2 separate regions of the Danio rerio genome follow, and region 2 is linked to region 1. A link is a contact called in public Hi-C data. All regions are on one chromosome and are shown on one strand. Each heading gives the region's core, a stretch centred on a gene start, on an enhancer-like site or on the middle of the called end of the contact. The rest is flanking DNA. Distances are from core to core; before and after follow the strand shown. Region 1 has its middle 64 kb from the start of prickle1b. Region 2 has its middle 100 kb from the start of pus7l.

Region 1 (5,534 bases), core at 2,290-4,789:
CATTTATTTAAAAAATATTTATAATAATTTTGAAATGCTACAATTTATAGGGTTTAAAATTACATATTCACCAATTATAGTTTAAAAATATTTAAGATTAATATTTGCAAGTAAAAATAATGTTTTATTTATCATGATTTTATTATTTTAGTGTTGCATTTTTCAACATAACCCAAAACGTTCTAACGCTCATAACCCAAAAAAAAATCTTTTTGTAACAATCAATTGTTAATATCATTAAACTTATTTAAATATTATTACATATTTAAATATGATTTTAATGCTTTTACATATATTAGCACATGAAAATATATTTGAATATATCTGATTGTTAAATCTTTAAACATTAAAGTTGCATTAATTATATTTAGAAAACAATTAAAAAAGAATTAATTATAAAAAAAGTCATTTAAATATCAGTTTAAATAATTTATTAAACTACTGTTTTCATTGCTACTTTTTTAAAATAAGTTACCATCTAACGCTGTCTATTATTCTTCGATAATACCAGCCTAATCTCTGGAGGAAACGTAATTATTTCATGTTTTGTCAGTTTAGTGCCTAATTCAGTTGTATGAAAATGTTCATTTTTAAAAAGGAGGCATGGCACCCGACCCCACCCCTAAACGATCACTGGAGAATGAGCAAATCATAGTAAATTTTACTAATGAGATTGCATGAATTCATATGAATTAACCACTAAATCAATAATTTACAAATTGCTATGAGATTGTGTTGATAATGCTGTCTTTGATTTAACAATTAACAATTATTTAAAATTCTGTTACACTTTTATTATCAAAAGAATAAACCAATATCTGTATTATTTGCTTACAACACCAACAAAAGTTTACCCGATGGCCTTTTTAGGTTTTAATATTGTCCTGAACACACCAGACTGAATTCAATTAATATGTAATATGTAATTATGTAACTTATTAAACTAAGTTAATCATGTTCTAAGTTAATTTTATAAGTTACGCAAGCTGTTTTAAGTCAGTTTAACATAATATAACTTCAATTGACTTATAAGGGTAATTTAATTCAGTTTAAAAAATTAAGACAATCATGATTTTGTTTTGTTTTTTACAGTGTACAAAAGTTTCACCCAATATCCCTTTTGGGTTTTAATATTAGCCTGAACCCACAAAACTGAATTCAATAGTCTCAAACTGCCCAAACATCCTCCACTCTTATCACTTATCACCCAAGTATTGTTCCTCTGTCCTCCTTGTATGCAGAGCCCCGGGACAGATCCATAAACCCCCTCCCAAACCCCCTGCTTATTTGTTTACACTGTGCTTCATGGATAACGCATCCCTCAGGCTCATAAAAAAACCCTACTGCATTTATTACTAACAAACCATTGATTCACAAAGAGAGCTGGTGTGTCAACCTGTCCTTAAAACAACTCTGTGTGTGTGTTGATCCGAAACTGTCCGCTATCCTCTTTTCCAATGGGACTATATGATTTTCCTGCGGTTGGGTTGAGCTTTCAAATTAAGAGGTGGCATTTTTTTTGTGAACCTCCACCAACAATACAATAACTGGACCAGGGCATCATTAAACAATGGCTGCAATTAACCTCGTTTGCTTGAATAATCATGTGCCAGGTCTGTAAAATAGGACATAGTGCTGTACTTAAGCTCCTGCTGGGATGCAGAGCCAATGCAAATATGTTATGTGACCCAGAAGACGTGGGCGAAATTGCAATTTATGACGCCGAAGGATTAAATCGGCATTTATAGAGCAATTATTTACAGTGTACGGTGTTATTTAATATATAGAGGGAATGAGTCTTGCTGTTTAGGTTTTTTAGGTCAACTATGTTATTTTATTGTCTCCGTTAAAATGGTTACTGGAGACAAGCCTGCATGGGACGGTTAAAAGGATATTTTTCTTTCAAACGTTACATTTGAAATGTTTAGTCAACTTAATGTTTGTAAAAGGATATGTAAAAATGTATTTTAACTTAAACCATATATCTGATTAACTTCTAAATAATGAATAAATGTGAAAAGGGGGAAAAGGCATGTTAAAATACACACTAATACTAATTACTGCATGGCTCTAAAATGACCCTATATATGACTAAACATCATATAATCATACATTACTTTGTTTATAAATAATAAAGTCATACATGACTTTATTATTTTAGTGTTGCATTTTTCAAGATTTCTGAACTTTGTTTTAATTATTGTATTATTTTATTGCGTTAAACTTTATGATTTACATTTATTTGGCAAATATTAGCAACGTCATATATATATATATATATATATATATATATATATATATATATATATATATATATATATATATATATATTACGTTGCTTATATTTGCCAAATAAATGTAAATCATAAAGTGTAATGCAATAAAATAATACAATAATTAAAACAAAGTTCAGTATGTATATATGATTATTAAATTAAAAAAAAATAATTTTACAAATATTTAAGATTAATATTTGCAAGTAAAATAATGTTTTTTATTATTTTAATGCTGCATTTTTTCAATATAACCGTATTTAAAGTTTTTGTAATAATCTTTTGTTAATTATTATGGAAATATTATTCCATTTATTTAAATAATATAAAATATTTACATATTATTTTTAAGTTTTTACATCTATTACCACATAAAAATATATTTTTTATAAAAATTATTTAATTGATGAATAGATAAAGATCAATTATTTATTATTATTATTATTATTATTATTATTATTATTAGATTTGAAGTTAAAGTCATTTATAAATGTACCTTTTTAATTGCTACTTTAGATTTTTTTATATATATCTAAGATGACTAAAATCATATAATCATATATGACTATTATTATAAATAATAAATCATATATGACTTTATTATTTTAGTATTGCATTTCAAGATTACTGAACTTAATTTTATTTATTGGATCATTTTATTGTATTAAACTTCATTATTTTCATTTCTCTTACAAATATTAGCACAAAAATATTAAAATAATGTATTTTATTGTTAGATCTTTAAACATTAAATTAATTTAGATTTGAAATTAAAATTGTTTTTTAAAGTACTGGTTTAATTGTTACTTTTAAAAATGAGTTACTATTATTCTACAGTTACTGTCTTTACTGTTTTTTTTCATACATATTTTTATACTTTTATCATCATCAAATGAATAAATTGAGTTTTTCTATTTATTCATTTATTTTTTCAAAAGACAAACTGTTTATGAAGCTTTGTTGTCTTTTTTTTGTAGAACAAGGGATTGTGTAAATGATGACAGATTCTTTATTTTTGGACGAGTTTCCCCTTTAATCATCCTTAAACATGTGTAGATGATTTTCCACATTCATTTGTGATGAATAATACTGTAAAGGAAGTGAGTTTTGTGGCATGTGAGAGGTGACGCAGGGCTTTAACTCTCACCACAGAACATCTGTGGCCCCACAGATCAATGTGGCATTGAAACATTGATGATGAAGCATTATTGAACCTCAGCTGGAGTTCGGTCAGACCCCCTGTATGAGAGGCTGAACACTGTATGTGCACGTGCCAAATTAATGACTAGCTCTAGGCTAACCAAATACCGCAAGCACAACACAGGATGCTGAAGTTACCGAACATGGAATAAAAACTCACACAAGAGGTTTTTAAATGGTCACAAGAGTCTTAATTGGCACTTTTCTTTCTTTTTTCCACTTTCTGTGGCACAGGGGCGCTTGATCGCTCTTATCATATTTCTTCTGGGCTTATTTTGGACTGTGTCCAAACCAACGTCTTCCAGTAGTCCATATATTCTCTCTACTGTAACTTTTCTCTTTTTTAAAAAGTAGTTTAGTTGTTTGATGTGGTTGTTTAATGTGTCTGTTTTTTGTTTTGTTTTGTTTTTTGATTGTTTGTTTGTTTGATTGATTATTTGCTTTCTTTTTTGTTTTTTAGTTATTTACTTATTTTGCTTTTTGTGTTTGTTTTATCTGCTTTTTTGTTTTGTATCAGCATTCAAGATGTTTAAAAAAGTTTAAATGTGTTTATTTTTTTATTAATTAATTTATTGTTTGTTTCATGGCGTCTTGAGTTTTGTGCTTTTCTTTTGTTGTTTTTGCTAACATTCTTAATCTTTAGATAAGCATTTACAAGTTATTTTCATTGTATTTTTGTTTTATTTTTCTCCTTTTTATATTTCTCTTTTGTCTTTTCTTGTCTTTTGTTTTGTCCAATATGATTTCAACATTTAGCTTTAAATTAAACTAAACTAAATTAAACTAAATATGTAATCAGCATGAAAGTTCTTTCATCACACTGGCGAGTTTCAGATCCAGTATATCATTCAGAATATACGAGGACTTCATATGTATCTGTGAACTTTCTGTGACTCTACATGCGTGTGTGCGGGCATTTTACAGTATGTCCCTTGGCAGACACCTGCAGTTCAGCCCACTCTTGTCAAGATCTGTAAGTCTGTGTTTTACAACATCGCATTTTTCACGTAGCCCCCCGAGCTCTCTTTGCCCCTAAATGAATCATGCTCAGCATTTCCTTCGGAAAAGTTATTTGTGAGCAAAGGTCGGGTCTTCCTCTTCAGGCATGTTTGATTGAGTGGTCTCATGTGGTGGACATTCACTTTCATTTCTTTCAGAGCTGTTGTGCCCTCTAGTTGTTTTGGGATATCACTATTTGCATTTACCTGTCTAAACAAACAAATAGCAGTCAATATTTACCGTAACAACAGATTTGGGTATGTATAAATCTTTTTTTTATAATTCTGTCAACAAAAACAGACCCTCAAAGTGGATTTCATTGACAAGGTTTTGTCATGTTATGGATTGAGGTATTGCTTTGTTTTGGATTGGATTGAGTATTCGACAGCTCATTTAAACACACATGCGTAGGGATGAATAGAAATGAAGACTATATTCTTTATTAACTAAGTTGGCTTAACTTGAAGTTTTGTGATTATTGTTCATCTTAATGGTAAAAAAATTATACAATCCTAAAAGAAAGTTGGGACAGTATGGAAACCGCGAATAAAAAAAGTGATTTCTAAATTAACTTTGACTTGTATTTCATTACAGACAATACAACAAACGTTATTTAAAGTGTTCCTCATGATTTGTTTTGTAAATAAACACATATTCCAATTTTGGTTCTTGCAAGACATTTCAAAAAAGTTGGGGCAGGAGCATTTTAGTCCTAGTAATCAGGTAAATTGGTTAAATAATGATGAATAATGAAACAAGTGATGTCATCATTGATTACAGGTGATTATAAATATGATTTGGTACAAAAGCAGCATCCAAGAAAGGTCTAGTCCTTTATGAGCAAAGATGAGCAGAGGATTGCCAGTTTGCCAACAAATATGTGAGAAAAATATTGAAATGTTAAAAAACAATGTTCCTCAAAGAAAGATAGAAAGACATTTGGATATTTCACCTTCAACAATGCATAACATAATTAAAAGATTCTGGAGGAATTTTATTGCACAAAGGAATAGGCCGCAAGCCTAAGCTGAACAACTGTTATCTCCGATCCCTCAGGCAGCA
Region 2 (5,804 bases), core at 1,755-4,254, 52 kb after region 1:
AGTGGGCTGGCTGACAGCTCCTATAAAAGCAGCCGTAATGTTGTGCTAATGACTGATCCATGAAGCCGCTTTTGTGCCGGTCCGCCAGTCCATTTGCACACACTACACGAGAAAGTGTTGAGCATTAAATCACTATCACATGTTAATTTAGGCGCATTTCACTAAATCTGCTGTAGCGGCGAGCACAATCCGCCTCATTGTGGAGCAGTTTTAAGACACTTATAGGCTGAGCTTGAGGGTTGAGAGTTGCTTTGATATTAATACACAAGCCCACCATGACAGGCCTGAGGGTTTGACTTTTTTCATTCCTCAAAGAAATCTACCTTACATAACTCAAATAAGCGTTTTTTAATCACCATGTACTTCTTAATGGCGGTCATCAGAAATCATTTACCCACGTGTGTTTAATCTGCTGCAGTCGACATAATGATCCAATCTTCCAGAGCGGAATTAAACAAGGATGAATTGTGATTTAATTAATCTAGCAACGTGGAATCTGAATGAAGGTACTGTTGTGGAAAGACTTGGTTGAGTCTCTTATTTTGCATCTAGAGTTTCTTTGATGCACATGCTGTTGATCACCTGGTTTCTAAATGGATTTTGAAAGGCATGGTTTTAATTGTGGGTTTGGTGCAGTGCTTTGGTACTTCAGTCCTGCCACAGATCAATGAGTGGTGAACTCATTAGCTTTTGCAGAGCTTTTTTTTTTTTTGAGAAGGTTACACTGAAGCACTTATTAGTTTTCAGGGCTCTCTCTGTGTTTGCATCTGTTAGAGGAAACTGTGTGATACACTTTAGCCATGGGTGGCGCTAGGTGTATTTTTCTACTCAGCCCCCCTTAAATGTTTATGATTAGCTCATAAACTGTACACTAAATTATCGTCTCAGTCCACTTTAGATTTGATTTGAAAATGGTGGCAGAATTTGGCTCCTCACCGTCTTTCATTTTTCATTTGATCAGAAAAGCACAGCAGTGCAGAGCGAAAGAACAAGGTGTATGTTTATCCCATCTACTGTCAATTATTTTTTTTTTTTCCAGGTTCTGCATGTAGCAATGTCCCGAATTTTAATTTGCCAATCATAAGCCAATTCTAATTTTTGTTTTGGTTCAATTTGGAATTTTCCCAACCAGTGCAGGGTCCAGGGCACCAGAGTGAGTACTCCAACTTGCCCGAATGATGTTTAACAGAGCAAGGAAATTTTCTAAGTATGTCTGATAATATTTTTTCTTCTGGAGAAAGTCTTATTTTTTATTTCGGCTAGAATAAAAGCAGTTTAAAATTTTTTAAAAACCAATTCAAGGTCAATATTATTAGCCCCTTTAAGCTATATATTTTTTCCATGGTCTACAAAACAAACCATCCTTATACAATAACTTTCCTAATTACTCTAACCTGCCTAGTTAACCTAATTAACCAAGTTGAGCCTTTAAATGTCACTTTAAGCTGTATAGAAGTTTCCTTAAAAATATCTAGTCAAATATTATTTACTGTCATCATGACAAATATAAAATAAATCAGTTATTAGAAATGAGTTATTAAAATTATTATGTTTGGAAATGTGTTAAAAAAACTTTCTCTCCGTTAAATAGAAATTAGGAAAAAAATAAATAAACGGGGGCTATTTTATATATATATATATATATATATATATATATATATATATATATATATATATATATATATATATATATATATATATATATATATATATATATATATATATAATAAAAAAATAATTGTACAACCAAATCCTGTAATAAAGGTATTATCTAATATATAGCATCTGTAGTAGTAAGTATTTTTTGTATTATTATTGTTGTTATTATTATTATGAATTGATGCAATGAGAAAAATTCTTTTAAAATTAATTTCCTTTCACTCAATGTTACAGCAGGGTTTTTTTTCTTTCCTATGTATTTTATAATTTCATGTCTATTATAATATCAGGACAGTATAATATTGACTACACTTAAAGTATATGACAAAGTCATGATAACACATTGTTTTGTTACTTTGATTGATTTAAAAATGTTATAAACATCAGGGTTTTTTTACATTGCACTTTATAATTTAAAGTCTATTATAATGTCAGGACAGTATAATCCTAACTACACTTAAAAACATTGACAAAAAAGTCATAAAAATATATAAAATAATATAATAATAAAGTATATGACAAAAAGTCATGAAAACACATTGTTTTGTTACTTTAATAATTTATTTTAAAAAGCTAATAAGGTTAATTATATATATTTTCAATTTATACAAAGTTTAACTTAAAGTTTTAGTCAGTTTACCTAATAAAGTTGAGTTGACTGGACAGTTTGTTTTTTTAACCAGAAAGTAAGCTAATATGGTAACACTTTGGTAACACTTTACAATAAGGTTCATTAGTTAATGCGTTTACTAACATGAACTAATCATGAACAACACATGTACAGCATTTATTAATCATAATTGAACATTTACTAATGCATTAATAACATCCAAGTCCATGCTTGTTTACATTAGTTAATGGACCATGAGTTAACATGAACTAACAATGAACAACTGTATTTTCATTAACTAACGTTAACTAACATAAACAAATACAGTAGTAGATGTATTGTTCATTGTTTGTTCATGTTAGTAAATGCATTAATTAACATTAACTAATGAACCTTATTGTAAAGTGTGACCGCTAATATTTACACTGTACAAGCTCCTAAAGTATCGATTTTTATCTAATTCTGAGATGAAAAACATACCCATCACATAACAGATCTATCCACTGATTTACACTGCTAATACTTAGTCCTTTTTCTTGACCACCAGTAGAAACATCAGCAACACCCATATAAATACTTAATAAGCTGCTCTCTGTGCATATAAAAGCAAACAAACACATCCCTTGTGTGAGCAACAGTCTATCACAGCCCGTTTCAACTGTATCACTGTATCTCACACAAAAGCTTTCCCCGTTCTCAGCTGTTCTCCTCAGGGACTCATTCCAGCCCTTTCTCACAGAGATCTAGTGCTTGTGTGAGCTTCAAACGCGTCTCGTGGTCATGAGACGGCAGATACACGTGTGTCAGGACCCCGTGCTGTCCTGCTGGATGGCCGAATGTGGGCCGTTTGATCCGCTCTCTGCTTTTGGGAGAGTCAATGCATCGATTCAGGCCAGATATAGGCCATAAGGCTTTGTATTGAATTAATGCCTGATGCACTGGCTTAATGCGCAGAGGAGATAATGGCCACAATGTTTGGTTGTGAGGGGCCGGATGAAAAAAAATGTGTCAGTGCTGATGGTTAGAGCATATTTAGGCAGATAAACAATGCTTGCGAGTGTCACTTTGGTACATTTAGGTTTTCTGTAATATTTAGGACATTCGGTAGTACTATATATAGAAGGGATAATGTATAGTCTAATAGGTTTTTTTTTATCAGAAAATAAAGTCCTCTTTGATACAGTATTATCAATAATTCTCGGCACATTAACAGTTAAATACATCAAACAAACAAAATAAAAATAATATAGGATTTTCCTATATTGAAAACAGAAATCCAAAGATATACTGACCAAATATGCATACATGGTTGATGAAATTATTAATATTAATGAGCTACTTACTCATTGTAGATTTTTATTTAAGGCTTAAAACACATCAGACTTTGCATTTGAATTGATGGACAGAGATTAGAGCACACTTAAAAGTAAACTAATGAAACGCCTAGCTCCCTTATGTGTGTATTATTTCCTAAATCATTGTGTTCTGCCTTAGGATAAATGCACTAATTTATAAATAGCAACATAAAGCATCAGAGTAGATGGGACAGTAATTGTTGAACAGTAATTTACCATTTATTGTCAGAGTTTCTACCTGTACATCAAGTAAATTACAGTAAATTATTCTGTGCACTACACAATTTCATACAAACCCTATTCGTTTTACAGTAAATTACTGTTTCCTTTTATTACAGCAAAACACTGGCTGTTTTAGAGTTATTTCGGCATAATCTACAGCAAGGGTTAACAGTATACTCAACAAAGCAATAAAAAAAGTAATTTTAATCTCAGAATGTGCACTGATTCATTACTTTTTAAGCAAAAAAAATTGTTCTAAGCTACATTTGTGCAATTATTTACAAAAGTTTTGTTTAGTAATAGTTCATACACCAAAATCATATTTGCACCTTAATGAGTATTAGTCCCATACAAAAAAAAAAAAAAAAAATATTAGCACACCCGAATTTATATGTTAGGGAAAAATATTAAATAAAAAATTGGCAGTTCATTCCGCTGTGGTGACCACTGATTAATAAAGAGACTAAGCCGAAGGTGAATGAATGAATTAATTTAAAAAAGAGCAACATTCAAGAGAAACAAATATCTGTACGATTTTGCTAAAATTTTGTAGTTTGTAACTTTTCCCCCCAATATTTTGCATAATTTAAATGTATTTTCTTTCAATTCCTAATGATGTTTGCTGACTAAAGTTTTTTATTTTACAAAAAATATCCATTTAATAAATCTCTTTTTTTTTCAAATGCACCAAAATAATCTGTATTCACTGAGAAATGGATAAATATTTTCATTTTCAAAATGGGGTGTACTCATTTATGTTGAGCGCTATATAGTTACAAATGTCAAAAAAAGTTTTTATAATTATTAAAATAATCAAGAAACATTTTCAAGACAAGTAAAAAGTCTTGCTTTCATTATATAATTGTCAAAATTTGGTGAGTTTCTCCAAAATATTTTCAAGCAAAAATATCCTGTCATTGGGATATGCATTAACAAATAATGTTAAAATACATTTATTTTGTTTATTTTAAGAAAAAAAAAAAACATGCCTAAAACATTTTTTTTATTTTCTGCTTTTTATTTAAAAGCATTTATTTATTTTTTTTGCTGTGCATGGTACATTTTGAGCATATCAAATTAAAGAGATTATAAAACGAGAACTACATAAAAAATATCTGCAGACCATCATCTTCTAATCTTATCTGATTCAATTTATACTATTAAAATAGAGTGTTTTTATGTCAATAATCAATAAGTAGAAGGACCCCAGTGCTCTGTCCATCTCTGTCATCATCTACATCATGAAGGATTTCCCTCAGTAAAGCAGCTCAATAAGCATTTGAGGTCTGTCTATATCCCAGTAGATAACAATCTCTTCTAAATGCCGTGCAGTGCAAGAAGCATAAGCCGAGATTCAATTACCTCTTTAGTTAAATGTACTCATAGAGGTAATTCATTTTTTCTTCTGTTCAAATGGTCGCCATGGAGGCCAACCAGGAGAGCCAGAGATGTAAACAACCATTCAAGTGAAAGGGAACGCTTCATTTCACAGTTCGACCTCTTCAGACACTAAAATTAGCCGCTTTAAAGCCATTTGGAAAAAAAAAGATGATTTATTATTGTACTTTTCCCTTCTTTCTGTAATTGTTCCATTCTTTAAAAAGACCAAGCCGAGTTTTAACCTCTTATCTCAGTAAGATTAACGTCTGAACGGTTTAACATTCATGCTTCATAGTTGTTTTGTAAGTTTTAAAAAATGTCAGATTTCATTCAGTCAACATTCCCCTAATCTGTGACACGATGTCTCGATATTGGAGCATGCATGTCACGAAAGATTAATATCCTGGAACTGACTTTCAAAAATCAACCTCCTGAAAGAATGTGGAGTGAAAAATTCAGTCATCATGTTGGGAGAAAGTTTAAAACACAAAAGCAACGAAAGCAACAAACACACATGTCAAATAAGTGCAGTCATAAGCAGTTTGAACAATAATAGGGTTCATTAAAAAGTCCTTTTA

The links. A called contact is a pair of places that touch in the nucleus more often than the background predicts.
Region 2: a Hi-C map of an unstated tissue shows a contact between it and region 1, with 1.4 times the contacts expected there. The contact joins two enhancer-like sites. A contact is called at or near these places in 2 of 18 Hi-C or Micro-C datasets (caudal fin and an unstated tissue).

What each region holds. Positions count from the first base shown.
Region 1 is chr4:14,611,757-14,617,290 of GRCz12tu, forward strand. No RefSeq gene overlaps it. Among named protein-coding and RNA genes, the nearest start is that of prickle1b, 64 kb to the left of the region's middle. Within about 2 kb of position 3,540, at least 4 of the 62 cell types and tissues checked have an H3K27ac peak or open chromatin away from gene starts, as enhancers often do.
Region 2 is chr4:14,663,982-14,669,785 of GRCz12tu, forward strand. No RefSeq gene overlaps it. Among named protein-coding and RNA genes, the nearest start is that of pus7l, 100 kb to the right of the region's middle. Within about 2 kb of position 3,005, at least 4 of the 62 cell types and tissues checked have an H3K27ac peak or open chromatin away from gene starts, as enhancers often do.